6 separate regions of the Mus musculus genome follow, and all the other regions are linked to region 4. The links are chromatin contacts, called in public ChIA-PET, HiChIP or PLAC-seq, Micro-C and promoter capture Hi-C maps. All regions are on one chromosome and are shown on one strand. Each heading gives the region's core, a stretch centred on a gene start, on an enhancer-like site or on the middle of the called end of the contact. The rest is flanking DNA. Distances are from core to core; before and after follow the strand shown.

Region 1 (2,929 bases), core at 83-2,582, 840 kb before region 4:
AGATCTAAGTAGGAGTTCTCCTGTATTCCTCACTTTTGAGATTTCTCCCTCCCCTAACTTCCTCCCCATTTTTGTTGGGTTTCATAGAGCTCAGCTGCCTTGAACTCATGATCCTCCTGCCTCCATCTCCTAGTGATGGGATTATTGGTATGTGTCACCACCACTGGCTTGGGACATGCCTTCCTGTTTATCTAATTTGGGAATGCTATGACCAATAATCCAGCATCTGTTTTTGTGGTGATTTTTCACAATAGTCATTCATTTAACAAATTTCTGATCATTCAAGACTAGATGTGGATTTAAGGCAGGCAAAATATAGGTAAATAAGACAGTATTCTGTGGTATTAAAATTTCATCCTAGCCTGTTGGTGGTCAGAGTTAGTTCCAGGACAGCCAGGGCCACACAGAGAATTCCTATCTTGATAGATAGATAGATAGATAGATAGATAGATAGATAGATAGGCCGGGCAGTGGTGGCGCATGCCTTTAATCCCAGCACTTGGGAGGCAGAGGCAGGCGGATTTCTGAGTTCGAGGCTAGCCTGGTCTACAAAGTGAGTTCCAGGACAGCCAGGACTACACAGAGAAACCCCGTCTCTAAAAAACCAAACAAATAATTAAATAAATAGGTACTAGTCGGGTTGGAGGGAGAAATATGTCAAGGGAGGCAGAGCTGAAACTGAGCAACGTGGAATGGCAGGAAATGAACTGTTGCAGAGCAACAGGCTTCAGGCCAGACACAGGTGTTGCATTTCACTTGTTACACTTTACAGCCGGTAGTGTCCAGTCATCCTCACCAACACACTGTCCTCCTCGTAAAGTATTAGTCAAACTGATCTTCACCATCATTCCACGTGTACCAAGGAGGATCACCTAGGGCAGGCGTTATTTGATAGGTTATTCAGTAACCTATTTGATGGTCACCTCACTCCCTAGGTCATGCCCTTCCTGAGCCACCTGATTTACCAGGGCCTTCTGGCTCGCAATCATCTGACGGCCACGCCTTCTTGGCCGGACACTCAGCAACCACTCTACGCTTTGTTCACAGAAACAGGTTTTCAAAACGCTGTTCCCTCTCGGCTCCAGCTGTTTTCCTGCCAAGCCCGGGAAGCCTGACAGCAGCAGCTTCTCGGCGGCTGCTTTGCGGTCCAGGAAGGGCCTGACCCTCTGCCTCCTCCCGGAACGCGGGAGCCCGCGCGAGTGGCTCACGCTGGGACCCTCGCGAACGCACTCCTGATTGGCAGCGCCCAGTGACGTCAAAGGAAGGGCCTCCGCGGTGGAGGGGGTAGAGCCCAGCTCCGCGCGTGCGCAGATTGAATGCGCTGGACCAAGGGGGAGGTGCCCGGCTGCTTCTCCCGCGTCCGCCATTTTGTTGCTGTGGCTATTGGGAGCGGGCTGGGTAAGACTGCTCGGGAGGCGCGACTCTTGTTGGAGTGCGGTGCTTCGTGTGACCGCGGGGATCGGTGCAGGCTCTTGAGGCTGTGGAGCCGGCGGCGGGTTCCAGGACAGAAGTCACTGGAGCCTCCCCTGTACTCCGGCCAGCTGAGAAGCCCGAGGCGGCCTCCGCTACTGCTCAGCTTCGCCCACCTCGACCCCGGGGCTTTGCCCAGTGTTCCCGGACCGGCTCTCCGTGAGGCGGCCCGGTGCAGGAGGGCGGTGGCGGAGGATGCTGCGGGGCCCGGAGCCTAGAGGAACGTCCTGACCAAGCCCTCTGATTGTTCCTCGAAGTGTTCTGAGAGGCCCTTCCTCGACCCCAAAGCCGACAGCGGGTAAAGGCTTCCCAAGCAAGAGAGCCGCAGACGCCGCCCATCCCCGAGCCCAACACCATGTCCTCCGCCAGGTTTGATTCTTCAGACCGCTCTGCCTGGTACATGGGGCCAGTGACTCGCCAGGAGGCGCAGACTCGTCTCCAAGGCCAGCGCCATGGCATGTTCCTAGTCCGGGACTCATCTACCTGCCCCGGGGACTATGTACTGTCCGTGTCCGAGAACTCGCGTGTCTCGCACTACATCATCAACTCCCTGCCCAACCGCCGCTTTAAGATCGGGGACCAGGAGTTTGACCATTTGCCGGCCTTGTTAGAGTTCTACAAGATCCACTACCTGGACACTACCACCTTAATCGAACCGGCGCCCAGGTACGCGAGCTCCTGCCCTTCTCCGGTTCAGAACTTGACCGGATGCGAAGGGTCGGTCAAAGATTAAATTTTGGGGGTAGGGTAGGGGATAGAACTCCTTTTCCTCATTCTAAATCAGAAGACATTCGGATTATAAGGCCAATATCAGGATCTGGGTCATTGGATGAAAGGATGCATTTTATTTAGACATTTAGCAGTGCTGCTTGCATTGTTTAAATGCACCCCTAACCCCCCACATATATACACAGTTTTGCCACTTTACTTGACTGTAATACTAATGCAGAATGCTTATTAACGACGCTAAAAATATAGACTTCCTTGAGATTCTGAAGATAGCCATGACTCCTCCTTTCTCGAAATTCTTGTACACCATTTAAGGTTTTTGTAACTCCTGCATTTTTCAACTAACTTTAGGTTACAAAGTGGCCTTCGGCCTTTGGAATAATCCTTAAAATGGATCGAAAGTGTAGAAATCTCAGAATCTGATTCTCTAGCACTCATTTTTAAAACTGGGATTACCAAGAGAAGACAGTGGGATTATATTTGAAGAAATTTGTATCCTCACCGTTCCTTCCTCAGGGGTGGGAAGTGTATTTACCTAAATTCTACATTAATTCAATTTTAGTTTTTTTTTTTTTTGTAATTAAGTCTAGTGGTTTAACATATGCTTTAAAGACCCCTAAGTAGAGCTAGCTGAGATAGATACACACCCCTAGTCCCCTAAGGAAAGAGGACCTTGATTCCAAGTCAGACTGAGCTGTAGCAAGACCCTGTCTTAAAGAGAAAGATATTG
Region 2 (3,038 bases), core at 120-2,619, 600 kb after region 4:
CATACATACACACACACAGAGAGAGAGAGAGAGAGAGAGAGAGAGAGGGAGAGAGAGAGAGAGAGAGAAAGAGAAAGGCACCAAGCAGCTGCTTATCTAGACTTGACTAGTTTGGCTCTTGATTAGCCTGGAGATCACTGAAAGGACTTGGGGATCAGGCAAAGGCTGCCGGTATAATGACAGGGTAAGTGTTAGCTATTGTTAATTTGAATACAGGAGACCATAGAACACGTAGTGATTGCTAAACTTTCCAAAGGTTTCTATCTGTATTTGGCACACCTGTTTCATGTTTCTCCTACTACCTGCCACCCAGTGACCAGTAAGAATGAAAAGATATTTCACTGTTATGCTTGATTTGATCACACAGATAAGACTCTGGAAGATGATGCCAGGGCGCATCACCAAGGACCCATATTGATTACTGCCTTTGGGTACCTGCACTGGATTTTCCACATGGTGTGGGGTCCCTGGCAGGGTTTACAGCTTCCCTCAGGTAGACACCAGGAGCTCTAATAAGTGATAAGTAATCACCTTATCACTTGTGAAATTCTAGAGCTTATGACGTTTTGTCCCTGTCTGCAACAGTAGTTGCTGATGTTTAGTTGACTGTCATACTTCTAACCTGTCACTCACAGGCTGATGATATAGTTTAAATTCAGTAGCAGTTAATATGAAACCTGCAGCTTTTGTTGCTTTGGTCTTGGAAACAGACCAGGGACATGAACAGATACCAACTAGGCCCAGGGTCCTTAGATTACCTTGCACAAACTACTCGGTGTTGGTTTCATTGCCTGACTTGGTCTGTCCTGCAAGCCAATTGCCTCAGCCAAGCCTGGATGCAGAGGGGCCCTTGGTTGTTTCTAAGAGCCTGCTTTAGCTGTTTACCCTTAGGAACTGATTATTGAATGTAGTTGAGTATATGCTTAAACAGAGGTCCAGGCAGGGGATGCTGAGAGAGTAGACTTTCTATACTACTCCAGGGGAGATGTGAACCAATGGCCAACCAAAGGATATCATCAAAGTCCAACCTGGTGAGCCCTTTTTTTTTTTTTTTTTTTTGATTACTTGCAGGAGTATGCATGAGGGGTTACATACAGGAGTATGTAACTCAAAGACAGCTGCATCTCCGAAAGCCCACCCTAGCATGGGTGACAGCTCCTGAAAGCTGGAACTTGAAGTGTACCACACAGCCTGCATGCAGCTTGATAGACTAGAGAGTATCTCTTCCAGCATGCTCAGTTGGTCTAGCCTTTTCTAGGCAACTCAGCTGCTCTGAAAGTCTCTCAGTAGGCTTTACTGCTTAGACACTCTTGGAGAGGAAGGGAACGAGTATGTCCTGTGACTAAGTAAGGTTAAGTCGGTTTCAGGTTTCTTGAGGTTTTTGTTGTTTACTTTCTAGTTTTAAGGAGCTTCAGTGAGTATGGAATGTTTTACCTCCCTTCAGAACATTATGAGTGTTCCAAGCTTCCCTCCAAGATTGAGTGCTTTATCTTGGAATTGCTACACACCATGTGTGTAACTATAGACTTTCAGGACCGTTGTCAGGAACTAAAATCTTAACAAGAGAAGGGAGGGCCCTTGGCTATAATACATCATTAGACCTGCTTATGACAGCCAGCCAGTCAGAAAAGGATGGAGAGTCCTTCTTCCCAAGCTGTCAGCCAAGTGAGACTCACACTGAGGGAGATGTCATCAGGTAGAGATATGGTCCTTTCACAGGAGCTTGTGACTTGAGCTTTTATTACAGTTTATTGCCTTTATATATTCAGGTCCCCAGGAAGTACCCAGCAATGCTGTAGTCTCTTGCTTTCAGTGATGACATACTTAGTCTCTGTTGGGTTTTCAGCTATTTAATGTTGCTTGGAGAGTCTAACAGTTTTGACTAACTAAAGCTGTTAGATCTCCCCATTCTTACAGGTAATTTCATCTGCAGCCTGCTGCTTTGTCCTTGATGTAAATTTAGAGATGTTATTTGAGTAATCAATATTTTAAAAATAAAAGTTTATTGTTTTCTAGTGAATAAAAGCCAAGCTTGATATGTTTTTCTTTGTTTCCAGGGAAGCCAATTTTTTCAGTTGATATTCACCCTGATGGGACCAAGTTTGCAACTGGAGGACAAGGTATGTTTGTAGAGTGAATACCACTTCCCTGTTGCCGTACTCTGCTTCTTTTGGATCCATGGTTAGCTGTAATGAGACAACTTGTTGCTTTGTAATATGACTGTGACTCAGTTTAAAGTGCACAGTTTGAACAGGTTAGTTAAATCACAACCTTTTTTTTTTTGAGCTGGATATGGTTGCATAGGCCTGTGATCTCAGCACTTGGAAGACAGGTAGATAGAAATTCTAGGTAGCCTAGATTACAAAGTGAAGTCCGACTTGAAGATGAACATTTTTTGGGGTCTGTAGGGTGATCTTAGAAATATTGTGCAGCTGACTTATCATTCTAATTAAAGCTTTTTATTAAGCTAAAGCTAGAATGAAATTGGTGCACCCCTGGTATTAGATATAAATCAGCAGGAGGGTGTCCTCCCCCCCCCCAAAGTCCAGTTACAGAGAGGCAAGGATTCTGTCAGTGTTTTCATTTGAATGCATGACTACACTGTGATTTTTCTGGACAAAGGAATTTGACTGTGTTAATGAGAAAATAAGAATGTCTAGAGCATTTGAAAATAGCATCCATAGTATCAGTGTGTTCCATTCAGCATCTACTGTGGTATTGAGATAACATAGCTCTGTTTGGAAAGACGTAAAACAACTTCCTTTTTTTTTTTTAAATGCCAGAAAACAAAGTTTTTATTTATAGTGATAAGAAGTAGCATTTGCTCAAGGCCACGCCCCCACCTTCCAGGTGCTACAGGGGGCGGGGCTCACAGTAGGCAATTTGCACAGAGGCAGGAGTGAAGGCAGTTGTGGTTGAAAAAGTTTTTCCCCCTGGTCTAAGAGGGATAATTAGGAAATATTTTTACATATCGGCTGAAGAAGAGGTTTAAATCATTTTGTCATTACTTTGGAACATCCATTTCAGACATTCATTTT
Region 3 (3,015 bases), core at 405-2,904, 590 kb after region 4:
AATCTAGCTGCTACTTATTTAAACTACTCAAGTAGCAATACATATATGCTATGCTATCATAGTACAGAGCTCCTTCAAAGGACAGAGGCATCCACTTAAATTTAACTATTAGTTCCACAGACTGAAATCTGCTTGCTAACCCAAGGTTGGGCACTCTTGCTTTGTTTTGGTCATATGCATACACGTGTTTCTCATACCCCAAGAGCTAAGGGTTATGCTGGATTTTACCTCATGGGGATGAGATCCCAGAAGGCCAGTAAGGAAGCTCTCTGGTGGGTGTGTCTGACGTGTGCCTGGCAGGTTCCAGGGATCCTGAAGGAGAGAAGGGTATGTATAAAGATCTGGGGAAAGAGAAGGCACATACACATAACTATAGGTCTTCCTAAAACCCGGAGGATGTTTGTAAGTATCTATTTTGTATTTTTTTCAGACAAAAGTCTCCCTAATTCGGGCTATCTTGCAACTTGAGACAATTTTCTTGCCTCAGCTGCTCCACCATGTCTAGTTCATTTGTATTAGGCCAGCAAGGTCAAAGTGAGGAATTTACAGAACTCTGTTTCTCACTGGGGCAGAGCCTTTACTTGCTCTGGCAGGATCTTCTTCTTCTTCTCCTTCTTCTTCCGTCTCTCTGTTTCTTTCTGTCTCTCTCTCTCTCCCCTTCTCTGTCCCCTCTCTTTCTCTGCCTCTACTCTCTTCTCAATTCCCCTTCCCATACCCACAAATAAACTCTATTCTATACTAGACCTGTCTAGTATATGACTGGTACCTCGAGGAAGGAAGGAGGGATGCTTCAGTGTGGACCACTGAGTAAAGTACCCCCTCCCACTGTACTATACGTCCCTTCTATAAAACATATCCTTGGATTTTTAAAAACACATTGCTCTTCTTCCTTTTTTTTTTTTTTTTTTTTTTTTTGGGTTTTTTTGAGACAGAGTTTCTCTGTAAAGCCCTGGCTGTCCTGGAACTCCCTTTGTAGACTGGGCTGACCTCGAACTCAGAAATCCGCCTGCCTTTGCCTCCCAAGTGCTGGGTTTAAAGGCGTGCTCCACCACGCCCGGCGTCTTTTTCTTCTTTTTAAAAATGGGGTGTAATATAGCCAGGTTTGTATGCAGCTGTTACGACCTTGACTTTCTGACCTAGCCTCCACCTCCATAGTGCTGGGGTTGCAGGAGTAGGCCACCACTTAAGCACGACTTAGGCTTCACACTTGTTAGGCAAATAGCCTGTTAAGTGAGTACACTTCCAGTTCGGATTTTCATCCGCAACAGATGCGGTAGGCTCATGCCCAGAAATAATCTGCGAGCACTAGCGAGCAGCTACGGGGCAAAGCCCGCGCACGCGCCCTGGGTATTCTGCCACCCGCGGCTACACTCACCAGCTCCGAGGCCGCAGAGCCCGCGCAGCACACAGCATCACCCCGGTAGCCATAGTTTTTCACGCCACCCGCTGGCGGGCAGCTTCCGGGAGCACGCCCCTGGGCGGTCCGACCTGAGGTACCCGGTCGGGTCTGGCAGGCCTCGGCCCGGAACTCGCGGGTCTGGGATTCCGAGAGGCGGGCCCGCAGCTGGCCCCGCCCCCGACGCAGCCCCGCCCCGGGCAAGCAACGGTGGCTTCGCCGCGCCCTTTTGCGGGCGTCCCGCCTTCTGTGGATGCTGCGGTGTTTTCCTGCTCTCTGCTCCGCCTGGCCTATGTGTTTACATCTATGAAAACGCCCCGCTCTTCTAATAAATGCGCCCGTCTGGCCCCCTATCCTTCACCAGCCTAGTTCTTTTATGCATGCAATCGAGCTCAGGGCCCGCTGCCGTCTGCCGCTAGATGCATGCTGGCGCCCGCCCGGCTGGCGCTCGCGAGATGCCCAATAGCGCGAATTGATGGATGGCGGAAGCTAGTTACTAAGCTGGACTCGGAGCCGCGGAGGTAGAACTAGAGATCTGCACACCACCCTGGTTCTGCATCGCCGGGCGGGATCTCAAGGCTTTGCCAGCCTGCTCACACCGACCCTCATCGGCGACCACATCAGTGGCAGCGGAGTATCCCCGTCCTCCCCCCCCTGTCTACCGAAGAACCGAGGCGGCCCGGTCCGCGTAGGGAGCGGTTTCCCGCCGGGGCGATTTGGCAGGTGCGCGCCGTGACTTCCGGCGTTGCCCGGGAGCCGCCGGAGGAGGAGCGGCGCAGGGGATGCGGCTGTGGCGGCGGCGGCGGCGGCCGAGCGCAGGAGGCGGCTGTGGCGGCGGCTGGGGGCACGGGCCGGCGATGGCGCGGCGGCGCTGAGGGCAAGGGTGGGCGGCGGCCGGAGGGCGGGCGGCGCGGGAGGAAGCTGCGGCAGCTCCATGGCCCAGGCGTGCTGAGGGACACGGCTCTGGCTTCAGCCCGGCAGCGGCCGAACAATGAAGCTCTTGAAGCCAACCTGGGTCAACCACAATGGTGAGTGCACGCAGGAGTCGTGGGCGGCCGAACCTGCATCGGGGTGGGGTCTGGGATTGGCTTGCGGCGGTGCTCAAGTCCTGCCCACCTTGTCCAGACGCTGGTGCCGGGTGCTGGAGCTGCAGAACGGGCAGGAGCAGACTTTGTCCCCGGCTCTGGGACACCGGCGAGCCCGGGCACGTGCTTCGGGCTGGTTGCAGCGAAGTCCGCCTTTGCCTCAGGCAATGGCGCTGTGTCCTGCGCCGCCCACCCTTAATCTGGGATGCCTGGCTCTGGTGAGCCGGCTTGGGTACCGACCTGGTGCTGCCATCCGGCTTCACCATCCAGTATGTGCTCAGATGGTTGTGAGTATGAAACTGGGGCGACATCCCCCTTGTGGCCTTTCAGCGGCTCGGTGAATCTGCATGAGATACTTACTGGCTGTATTGCCCTTTCTGAGGCCTGGAGTTTGTGACAGTGCCCCCACTCGGGCTATTGCGATCCTGGAATGGGAAGGGCCTGGGCTCAGGTCCTACGGAGGACCACGAAAGAACCACGTTTAATGTAAGGATTGGGGCTTCAGATGACTAAGATTGGGGCCAGTGGTGCACA
Region 4 (3,225 bases), core at 363-2,862:
ACTACCTCAGTTTTATAACACCTTACAATTTAATGAATCACTCTGTGTCCAGAAAACCTAAGAGAGTAAGAGTAGGGATCAAATTAGAAGAGTTTAAAAGCTCACCAGATAGCTTGGACAGGGACTTTAGGTTACAGTTTCTGGGAAATGGTCTGGTGTTGTAAACAGGTGGCAAGGCTTCTTAGGAGATACATGCAGGCCTATGAGAGGCACCAAGGTGACTTTAGACAGGCATAAGGATTGTTCTGGCACGGACTGTGGTTATCTCTTGGAGTGAATCAACCTATTTGGTGTTAAAGTGGAATAGACAACTAGAAGCAGGAGATTGGAGATCAGAAGGGAGGACAGACAGTACTGGAGATGGGAGTCATGGAAGATGTCAAAGGAAACTGATGTGAAAAGTACATAGGATCACATGGGAGGGGAATGATGACAAGAGAAGGCCAAACTGGGCAAACCAGTCAAAATCATGTTTCTCACAAGGTAAAATTCAGACAGCCACTGTGAACTGCCTGCTCCACATGTTTGGCAACACAGCTCAAAGGGTAGCCCTCCTGCCTGTAAACCTCACTATTCTTCAGCTGACTGGACCTATGGATGCAGATTTTGATTTGCCAATTAGACTGTGAGCAAGTCAGACCCACTGCTGGCTCCCCTGGACCCTGGCACAGGGCTTACCCAAAACATGTGAACAACTCCTACTTGCTGAACGGATGGCCAGTGCTACAGCTGCAGCCTCCCGCTCAACCCAAAGGCAGTATGACCTCATCAATTCCTTTGTCACCCCGCAAATCCTATTCTAAACTGAAAGGCCACACTAGCTGGGCCAGCCTTTCACTATCTTCGGTTAGTGATGGATTACAGTGGGAACTGAGCCACTTCCAAGGCTGGGAGTCTAGTTTGAGCCAGCAGAGAGTGGGCACCCTAATAGTGATTGGCATACAAGAGTCAACAACCCAACACAGGACATCTCTGCATCTGGCAATAAGGTACATGCAAGCATGCAAGATGGCAAATCAAATTCCTACCATCAGCAACCCAAATCCACTGGATGATACTACTTGACATGTATCGCTGTCAACAGGTTGCCACTTGCCATTTATTTCTACAACGTTCATTGTTACTGTAAAACCACATTCTGATAAGCTACATGACACTTCATCCACGGGTAATTTGGTGGAGACTTGGGCGGTTTCTTGGCTTTTTCCAAACAAAACAGGCGGAGTTCGGGGCGTTGAGGTGTCCCTGCCCACACCTCTCCCGCCAGAAGGCGAGGCAATGGCTTCGGGCCCACCGCCCAGGGGGCTTCGTTACCAGGCAGACAGCACCCTACGTTCATGATGCCTGGGCTCCGGGCCCGGCCCCCACTGCACAAAGGCCGCGACTCCGCGTGGCCCAGCCCGCCTAGCGCGCCGCGCCCCGCCCCGAGCCCCGGCCTGTGGCCTCGCCCGGGAGGGGTGGGGGTGGAAGGAGGGAAGGAAAGGGCGCAGCCTCTCCAGGCCGCAGCGCCCGCCGCCCGCGGGGCGCCCATCGCGCCCCGCACCTACCTGTGGCGCCCGCGACCTGCCCGAGCCGCCCGCAGCCCGACCACAGCCGGTCGACCCTCACCGACCCCGGCGCCGCCACAACCCGCGAAGGCCCTTGCAAAGCGCTCGGCTCTTGAGACCCGCTGCCGCGCGGGCGAGCGGAAGGCGGGCCTTGGCGGAGGGCTACCAATCACGGCGCACGGCCTCCGCGCATTGGGGGAGCCGGGAGCGGGCTGAGGCGGCCGCCAATCGGCAGCGCGAGGCGCGCGCGGCCCAATTGCGAGGCGCTATGGAGACCGGGATGGGCGGGACCAGCCGCAAGCCTGGCACTTCTAACGGCTGTCGCTCCGGGTGGGGCTGAGTTGCGGCCGCGGGGCGCGCCGGGAGAGAGGCGCGTAGAGGCTGCCGGGAGCCGGGGAGCGCGGGAGTGCGAGGGACGCTGGGAGCTCATCTATGAGCTGGCCTCTGTTGAGCTCAATAGTCACTTTTGAGTTTGCGAATGACAATGGACCTCCGGCTCTGGGTCGTCCCAAGGACAATGTTGGAGGTACACCCATCCTAGAAAGTCAACGGATAAGATGCGCGATGCGGAGGATAGGAAAGGAGTTTTACTCGCAATATCATCACACCAGGAAGGACAAAGATCTGATGACTAAAAATGTTCGCTGTGCTTACAGCATCCTCCGTGTCAAAAAAGGAAGGAGAAGCAGAGCCGATTGGGGGTCCTTTTAGTTTGGGGTGGACCTTAGGTAGGCCTTGCAGACTTGTGTCAGTGCCAAAGACCATAAAGAAACTTAAGCAGTTCCAGACTCATCTGACACCCGTGGTAGCAGTATGAGACTTAGGAAAATTCTTTAGGACAGAAGTGACTCAGAAACAAAATGAAGTTAGCCAGGTCTGTTCCTGAGCCCTTCAAATCCCGAACCCACAAACCATTACTTCATTGCTATAAGCCCGGGACTAAGGTGGGGATAAGTTATATTTATACTATCCAGAACCTCAAATAGTTTAGCTTTCCTTTAGGTTCTGATTCAAGTCAATAAGTGTAATAAAAATTTTATAGAAAACTGTCTGCCGTTAGGCAAACACTTCAGTAATTGCTGCTGGACATGAAAAGTGGATGCTAAAAACACGACTAAAGGGTAACATGTTGAAGAACTCACGGTCTCAGCACACTTGTGTTAATGCTAAAAGCACTGAGTTATATCCCTAAGGTTGGGGAGATTGTATCTATTTTTTTTTTTAAGATATATTTTATTTATATTAGTACACCATTGCTCTCTTCAGACACAACTGAAGAGGGCATCAGATCCCATTACAGATAGTTGTGAGCCACCATGTGGTTGCTGGGAATTGAACTCAGAACCTCTGGAAGAGTAGTAGGTGCTCTTAACCACTGAGCCATCTCTCCAGCCCCAATTGTATCTATTTTAACAAAATAGAAAAGTTTCTCCCCAAAATTCTTAGAAATTGCAAATGGCCGGTCAGTGGTGGCCCACACCTTTAATCCCAGCACTTGGGAGGCAGAAGCAGGCGGATTTCTGAGTTTGAAGCCAGCTTGGTCCTACAGAGTGAGTTCCAGGACAGCCAGGGCTACCAGAGAAACCCTGTCTTTAAAAAAAAAAAAAAAAGAAAGAAAGAAAGAAAAGAAAAAAGAAAGGCCTGGCCTGGAGAAATGGCTCAACACTGACTGCTCTTC
Region 5 (3,260 bases), core at 236-2,735, 520 kb before region 4:
TTCCAAGTGCTGGGACTAAAGGTGTGCCCTGACTCCTCTACCACCACTAGTGTGCAAAAGATACCTTTTAAAAAATATATCATTACCATCTCAACTTCTCAGTTTTGGGTTTTGTTCTGTTTGTTTTTCTAAGACAGAGTTTCTCTTTGTAGCCCTGGCTGAATTGTAGCTCTGAATTGGAGACCAGGCTGCCTCCAATTGAGAGACCCATATGCCTCTTCTGCCAAGTGCTGGGATTAAACGTGTGCACCACCACACCCAGGCAATCTCAAACTTCTGTCTTTGACTGTTTCTAGTTGGAAACACATTGTAGCAGAGTAATATTATCAGGTCTTAAATCTTTAAGTCTGTAGCTTTAAGTCTGTTTGTTACATTGTTAAAATATAGGTGAAAGGTCAAAGTAGTTCTCAAAAATGCTGGTTGAGATATTTAGTCTTCCATTTTAGGGCTGGAGATGTAGCTCAGTAGTAGGAAACTTCTGTCCTACTTTAGCAACACAAAACAATATAATGATGGTGATAGTAATTCTAAGTGTCAAGGCTCTGAATGGAAAAGTATCCTGACAGTCCTGAACCAAGGAATACCACAAAGTCACGCTGTTCAACAAACCTCACACAAGAGATTCATTGGAAAAGACACAAAATGGTGGCTGCCTCTGCTAAGGGGAGAAACAGCAGGGAACTGAGCAAAAGACAGGTTTATATAGCATTTGAGGGATGAGAAGTTTCTAGGGCGAGGACTGGTGTAATTTCAAGCAAAGCCTGGAGATTGGTGGAACATTGTGCTCAGGGATTGGTGGGTTTAGGGGCTCAGGGATGGTGGGGTTTTAGTAGATTTTTAAACCTGTAAGTAGGCTCAGAACTTATAGTGTACAGTAATAAGAACATGTTTGGTCTTAGTCATTTGCCTCTTACCTTGTAATACCTGATCAATGTCTCTACTTGAGTATCTTAATGTGACATGGCAGGACCCTCAACTGTTTTGTTTAAACCAGTTCCTATTGAAGTTCTCTTTATTTGCCTAACTGCTTTGCCCAGAAAAGGGCCTTATGTCCTCCTAGAATCAGTCTGTCAGCAAGCCTTTAGCCGGTAAACTCAAGGTTTCAAATAATCTGGTCTTAAGTGTACATAATTCATTTATTGTTTGTTCTTAATGTATGAGTGCTCTATCTGCATGTACACCTGCATGCCAGAAGAGGGCATTAGATTACACTACAGATGATTGTAGAGAGCCACCGTGCAGTTGTTGGGAATGAACTTTAATTATTGCTGTCTGACTGAGAACAGAACCAGTAGAAGATGCAACATGCAAACTAGGTACTGGCCTGCTCCCAGAAAGTGAGTATAGGGTTCCTGGGACAGTGGAAAGGGAGCCAAGTGATTTCCAGGAGGAATGCCCAGCTTGGTCAGGCTCCTGCCATAGACTCACTCCGCCTTTCAGACTGTTGATTCAGAGCACAGAGCAATCAATGTTCCCACATGCAGCCCCACCACTGACTCTTGGTTCCTTCTGAATGTTTTTTGTGGCTCACATTCAAGTTCTGGACTGAGTAACTCTTAGTGCCTTGTCTCTTTGCCTTACAGAGGAATGTTTGCTGGGGGATTGAAGGAGATGGAGCAGGAAGAGGTCTTGATCCACGGTGTGTCTTACAATGCCATGTGCCAAATCCTGCACTTCATATACACTTCTGAACTAGAGCTCAGCCTGAGCAATGTGCAGGAGACCCTGGTTGCTGCCTGCCAACTTCAGGTGAGAGTTGCCTTGTTGATCAAGAAGGCTGAGACCTATGGGGGGCTTCCCCAGACACCTGTGATGACTGCTGGTATGAGCTAGGTGAAGAGGGCAGGAACGCCAAGTAATGAGGAACATTATGGAGCAGGGGGGGCACCTTGCTGTTGAGCCTTGGGAACTAAAGCAGAGTGACCCCAAATTCCTTGGCTTGCCCCCCTCTTCTGCTCTTGACTCTTTTCTACTTAAAAAAATGATTTATTTATGTGTATAAGTATTTTGCCTGCATGCATGTATGTATGTATGTGTGCCATATCAGAAGAGGACATCGGGCCTAATAGTACTGGAGATAGGGATGGTTGTGAGGCACCATATGGGTGCTGGGGTTTGAACTAGGTCTTCTTCAGGAGTAACATGTACTTTTAACTGTGCAACCGTCTCATCATCCCCACCCCCTGTTTTAAGATTCCTTTATTTTATTTTACTTTACCTGTAGGGGTGTTTTGCCTATATACTGTCCATGTGTCACATGTGTATAGTGCCTGTGGAGGCCAGAAGAAGATGTTGGGTCCCCTGAAACAGGAGTTACAGATGATTATGCTCTGCTGTGTAGTTGTTGGGAACCAAACCCAGAGTCTTCTGTAGCAGCCAGCAGTGTTAACACTGAGCCACCTCTCTAGCCCCATCTTTTCTTTCATTTTGAGATAAGCTCACGATCACCCAGTCTGGCCTAGAGTATATGTAGCTTAGGATGTCTAATCTCATAGCAGTCCTGCCTCAGCCTCCAGAGTGCTGGGATTGTAGGCATAAACAAACATTCCTAGCTTGTCCTTTCCTTCTTTGCTGCTTCCTTCCTCTGGCCTGGTTTTCCTGTATGAAAAAAAAACAAAACAAAACTACAAGCTGTCCAACTGGAGGATCGTGTTTGTGATGGCCTATGTTCTGTGATGTCTAGTGACTTTGAAAATCCCATGTCTTGCAGTACACACAAACTTTTCCTGCCCATCAGCTGTGTTTGTCCACTCTTCTCTCTTATTTTAATTTTATAAACAGTCTTAAAGTATTACACACAGGCTGTACATTTACAATCTGGCCTCAGCCAGCTGAGTACCTGGTACCATACACACGTACCATAGTGCATGGTCCCTTTTCTCTCTTCTTTATTTTTATCTTTTGTATGTTTTATGCTTTGCTTGTATGTGTGTGTGTGAACATGCATGTCTGGTTTATTTTTATCTTTTGTATGTTTTATGCTTTGCTTGTATGTGTGTGTGTGAACATGCATGTCTGGTTTATTTTTATCTTTTGTATGTTTTATGCTTTGCTTGTATGTGTGTGTGTGAACATGCATGTCTGGTTTATTTTTATCTTTTGTATGTTTTATGCTTTGCTTGTATGTGTGTATGTGAACATGCATGTCTGGTTCTGGCAGAGACAAGAAGAATATGATTCTGGCACTGGGGTTGCAAATGTTGTTAGCTTCCATGTGGGTGGTAAAAGCCAAGCCCAAGTCCTTTGTAAGAACAGTAACT
Region 6 (3,203 bases), core at 371-2,870, 710 kb before region 4:
GTACCATGAGGGTTAACACAGTGGAGACCAGAATATAGGCACCAGCTGCCAGGCTGAGGGAGATGGCGATGGCCATGGGCACCGCCCACCGTGGGTTTTTGGCCTCCTCACTGGAGGCAGCAATAACATCAAATCCCACGAAGGCATAGAAACAGGTGGCTGTGCCAGCCAGGATGCCAGAGAAGCCGAAGGGTGCGAAACCACCTTCTTCTGCACTCCAGTTGTGAGGACGGGCCAGGATGAAACCCAGGACAATGATGAAGAGGATCACAATCAGACTGATGGCTGAGAACGTGTGATTAAGCCAGGAGGAGACTCGGGCTCCGCAGGAGACAAAGGCAGAAGCCACGAGTAAAATGCCAGCGGCCAGAAAATCTGGATAGTGAGCTAGGAAGGGCACCTGCCAGACGCCCAGGTGAGACTCCGTGAAGTTGCGAATGCTGTGGTTAAAGATGGCATCCAAATAGCCACTCCAGGCACGGGCTACAGCGGCACCTCCAATGAGGTATTCTAGAAGCACATTCCAGCCTATGAGGAATGCCCATATCTCCCCCATGGACACGTACGTGAATAGGTATGCTGAGCCAGTACGGGGCACACGGGCTCCAAACTCTGCATAGCATAGGGCCGCCAGCAGGGAGGCTACAGCGGCCACCAAAAAGGACAAGAGCACAGCGGGGCCAGCCATGTCCTTGGCCACTGTGCCTGTGAGCACATAGAGCCCAGATCCCACCATGCCACCCACACCCAGTAGAGTCAAGTCCAGTGTGGACAGGCAGCGCCGCAGTGATGTCTCCATGCTAGACTCTTCCAGTGGCTTCAGACGGTTCAGTTTCTGGCAGAAGCGTGCCAAACAGGCAGTACTGGGCAGTCCCCGGGCCATGGCAGACGGAGTACTGAACCAGTTTCTGGAACCTACTGGGGACAGACAGCGGGAATAACCAACCATCCTCCATTCTTTCATAGACAGCCCACCCCAGTCCTCGCCTCCTCTCCTTAGGAGCCCAGGTCAGCTGCACCATGGACCTACTTTAGAAGGCTTGAATGGGACGCGTGTCAGGGACTGTGGGCAGAGGGATAGAACGCATGGAAGTCCTTCCTGTCAGCTTTCAGGGCAGTGGAACTGGCAGAGAGAAGCAGACCTGCAGCGGACCTGCGAACCAGGTAGGTGGTTCTGTGAGTGAGTGGGAGGTTGCTTAAGAACAGGCTTGGAACAGGCTGCACCACGAGCAAGAAGAAATGGGAGGCTTCCCTGGAGCAGTGCCAGGTTGTCAGGACCCGGAACAGGAGCCGCTCCTGCAGCCGGGAACGTGGCCAAAGGGACATGGCCTCAGAGAAAAGCGATCACCCCCTCTTCTGCCAGGTTGGAGGAACAGCTCACCTGAAGCCAGGAGGCCAGAGCTGCAAGGGCCCCGATTCCCGATTCCCGGATGTGAAAGCTGTGGTGCACCTCCCCTCGCCATATGCTCCGCAGCCACAGCTGCTGAGGCTAGCTGCCTCCGCCATGTCCCTGTGCCCCTAGACGCCCAAGCCTTCTCTTGCATTTACGTTCCCGCAGCAGCGGTCCCTCCAGACCCGCTATGACCCACCTGCTGTCGCCGTCGCTGCCACCGTGCGCACTGCGCCTGCCCCACTAGTTTACAACGCCTGCGTGCAGGGCCCGCCCCTCGCTGCCAGGCGCCAGATAAACCCGAGCCTCACGACTCACATCACTGGTTGGGTTCTGTACAGGGTCCCCGCACCGCACCACGTCACGTATCAGAATAACCCTCTAAGCGAGTAAACTTCCAACATCGAGACTAGAGCTGACCTGGGTCCTAGGGCTTACTCCACATTTCATCCACCTCCCTAGGTGAGGAAGCCTGCTCGACTAACCTGCTGAGCCCCTTCTCTGGGTCCAGGTTGGGGGTAGAGCCAAGCCTGATACCGCCCCAGAGCAATTACTCTCCTTGATCTCCCTCCACCCCAACACAACTACAATTGGAAAACGTCCAGGTCCCCACCACGGAGCCTGCAAATGTCCAGCACAGTGAGATGAAGACAGGGGTCTGGCAGAGTGACCCTGGCACTCTAAACCTCAGTGGAGTGGCAGTAAGCACCTTGCACACTAGGCTAGAGAGGGCAGCCTTCCGGACGTGTTCTGTGAATTGGCAGAATTTACAAAGCTATTGTCTGTCTGGTAGTGTCCCATAAAAGGACAGTAGCCAGCATCAGAAGACAGCTTGCAACTCTACAGCAGGACTGCCACTTAGGCCCTCAAATATCAGTGACAGCCTCAGAGCACCTGACAGGACCTGGACATTCTTAAAGGACTCTCCATTCATGATAGCCAGCAGCTCTCCGCATTTGTCACCAGCGTTCCCGCCATCAGGGTGCCTGGGTCAGCTACGGCATAAAATCTCCAGAGTCCGCTTATGCTTAGCTCTGAGGAATCTTTTCTCTCTCTCTTCTTCTCAGATTGAAAACAAAGGTGGCAGCTAGGTAGGGTGACCTATGCCTGTAATTCTGGCACTTGGAGGATCAAAAGATTGAAGACCATGTATAAGTATGTATACATAGTTTTCATATATGTATGTGTGGCAATACATATGTGGTGAGGTGCTGACTTGTTGACAGCAAGACAATAGCCCAGCAAAGCCAAGTCGGGCAAAACCGAGGTAGGCATGTTTCTCCCAGAACTTTATATATTTGACCTACAATACATATCTAATGTAGTTAGTATGTATATGCAATAAAATAAACATACAACTATATAATATATACTTGATTATATATGATGATAGAGTGATATAAATACACCACTAAAAATCTATATTTCATACACACAAATATTCAAATTTATGGATGATTACTGGAAACTTAGGATGCAGTCTGCATGACTCATTCAGATGAGGACAAAGCGGTTGGGTGACATTCCAGATACACAGGGACACTTGGAACACTGTGACCTCCTGATAGCCAACATCATCTGAAGGTGCTGCTGCTGTTTAGCGCACTCCCCCATCTCCTCGCCCTCACTTCCTGGACTTAACCAAGCCAGTGCTCCTCATCATGAGACACTTCCACAAAAGCCTAGAAAGAAGCAAGCAGACCGAGAGACCTGGGCGTTTCTGTAGTGCTAACCTCATCTCACCGCCACCATAAGCACCAGCATACAACTGGCATTTGATGCTAACGCTGGGCGATGCAGCAATGTGTTCTAC

What was found. Promoter capture Hi-C pulls out the DNA fragments that hold promoters and counts their contacts. A called contact is a pair of places that touch in the nucleus more often than the background predicts. ChIA-PET counts read pairs in DNA pulled down with a chosen protein or histone mark. HiChIP or PLAC-seq counts read pairs in DNA pulled down with a chosen protein or histone mark.
Region 1: an RNA polymerase II ChIA-PET map of memory CD8 T cells shows a contact between it and region 4, with 6 read pairs. The contact joins the promoter of Crkl here to the promoter of Dgcr8 in region 4. A contact is called at or near these places in 1 of 39 promoter capture datasets (cranial neural crest) and 1 of 115 datasets of contacts at active chromatin or transcription factors (memory CD8 T cells).
Region 2: a promoter capture Hi-C map of the C10 cell line shows a contact between it and region 4, with 2.4 times the contacts expected there. The contact joins the enhancer-like site here to the promoter of Dgcr8 in region 4. A contact is called at or near these places in 5 of 39 promoter capture datasets (the C10 cell line, the HPC-7 cell line, cranial neural crest and 2 more) and 1 of 9 other capture datasets (liver).
Region 3: a contact with region 4 is called in a Micro-C map of embryonic stem cells, with 6 times the contacts expected there. The contact joins the promoter of Hira here to the promoter of Dgcr8 in region 4. A contact is called at or near these places in 11 of 39 promoter capture datasets (the C10 cell line, the HPC-7 cell line, cranial neural crest and 8 more), 2 of 484 Hi-C or Micro-C datasets (both in embryonic stem cells), 1 of 115 datasets of contacts at active chromatin or transcription factors (embryonic stem cells) and 1 of 9 other capture datasets (liver).
Region 5: a FOXA1 HiChIP or PLAC-seq map of pancreatic cancer cells shows a contact between it and region 4. The contact joins the enhancer-like site here to the promoter of Dgcr8 in region 4. A contact is called at or near these places in 2 of 39 promoter capture datasets (both in liver), 1 of 484 Hi-C or Micro-C datasets (myeloid progenitors), 2 of 115 datasets of contacts at active chromatin or transcription factors (embryonic stem cells and pancreatic cancer cells) and 1 of 9 other capture datasets (adipose tissue).
Region 6: a contact with region 4 is called in a promoter capture Hi-C map of liver, with 4 times the contacts expected there. The contact joins the promoter of Slc7a4 here to the promoter of Dgcr8 in region 4. A contact is called at or near these places in 4 of 39 promoter capture datasets (hippocampal neurons, liver and stem cell-derived epiblast-like cells).

The regions. Positions count from the first base shown.
Region 1 is chr16:17,450,653-17,453,581 of GRCm38.p6, forward strand. Crkl (v-crk avian sarcoma virus CT10 oncogene homolog-like) reads left to right here and starts at 1,333. Exons shown (of 3, transcript NM_007764.5): 1 at 1,333-2,136. The coding sequence starts at 1,826.
Region 2 is chr16:18,892,717-18,895,754 of GRCm38.p6, forward strand. Hira (histone cell cycle regulator) reads left to right here. Exons shown (of 25, transcript NM_010435.2): 2 at 2,058-2,120. Among named protein-coding and RNA genes, the nearest start is that of Hira, 17 kb to the left of the region's middle. Within about 2 kb of position 1,370, at least 16 of the 459 cell types and tissues checked have an H3K27ac peak or open chromatin away from gene starts, as enhancers often do.
Region 3 is chr16:18,875,096-18,878,110 of GRCm38.p6, forward strand. It overlaps Hira (histone cell cycle regulator), which reads left to right and starts at 1,655. Exons shown (of 25, transcript NM_010435.2): 1 at 1,655-2,424. The coding sequence starts at 2,388. It overlaps Mrpl40 (mitochondrial ribosomal protein L40), which reads right to left and starts at 1,542. Exons shown (of 4, transcript NM_010922.2): 1 at 1,376-1,542; 2 at 229-312. The coding sequence starts at 1,428.
Region 4 is chr16:18,287,556-18,290,780 of GRCm38.p6, forward strand. It overlaps Dgcr8 (DGCR8, microprocessor complex subunit), which reads right to left and starts at 1,613. Exons shown (of 14, transcript NM_033324.2): 1 at 1,548-1,613.
Region 5 is chr16:17,770,121-17,773,380 of GRCm38.p6, forward strand. Klhl22 (kelch-like 22) reads left to right here. Exons shown (of 7, transcript NM_001359068.1): 3 at 1,584-1,749. Among named protein-coding and RNA genes, the nearest start is that of Klhl22, 12 kb to the left of the region's middle. Within about 2 kb of position 1,486, at least 24 of the 459 cell types and tissues checked have an H3K27ac peak or open chromatin away from gene starts, as enhancers often do. A contact at or near this core is called in pancreatic cancer cells, where this site is marked.
Region 6 is chr16:17,575,051-17,578,253 of GRCm38.p6, forward strand. It overlaps Slc7a4 (solute carrier family 7 (cationic amino acid transporter, y+ system), member 4), which reads right to left and starts at 1,621. Exons shown (of 5, transcript NM_144852.3): 1 at 1,590-1,621; 2 at 1-915. The coding sequence starts at 883. It overlaps LOC115488657 (a long non-coding RNA gene), which reads left to right and starts at 829. Exons shown (of 2, transcript XR_003951946.1): 1 at 829-1,164; 2 at 1,364-1,707.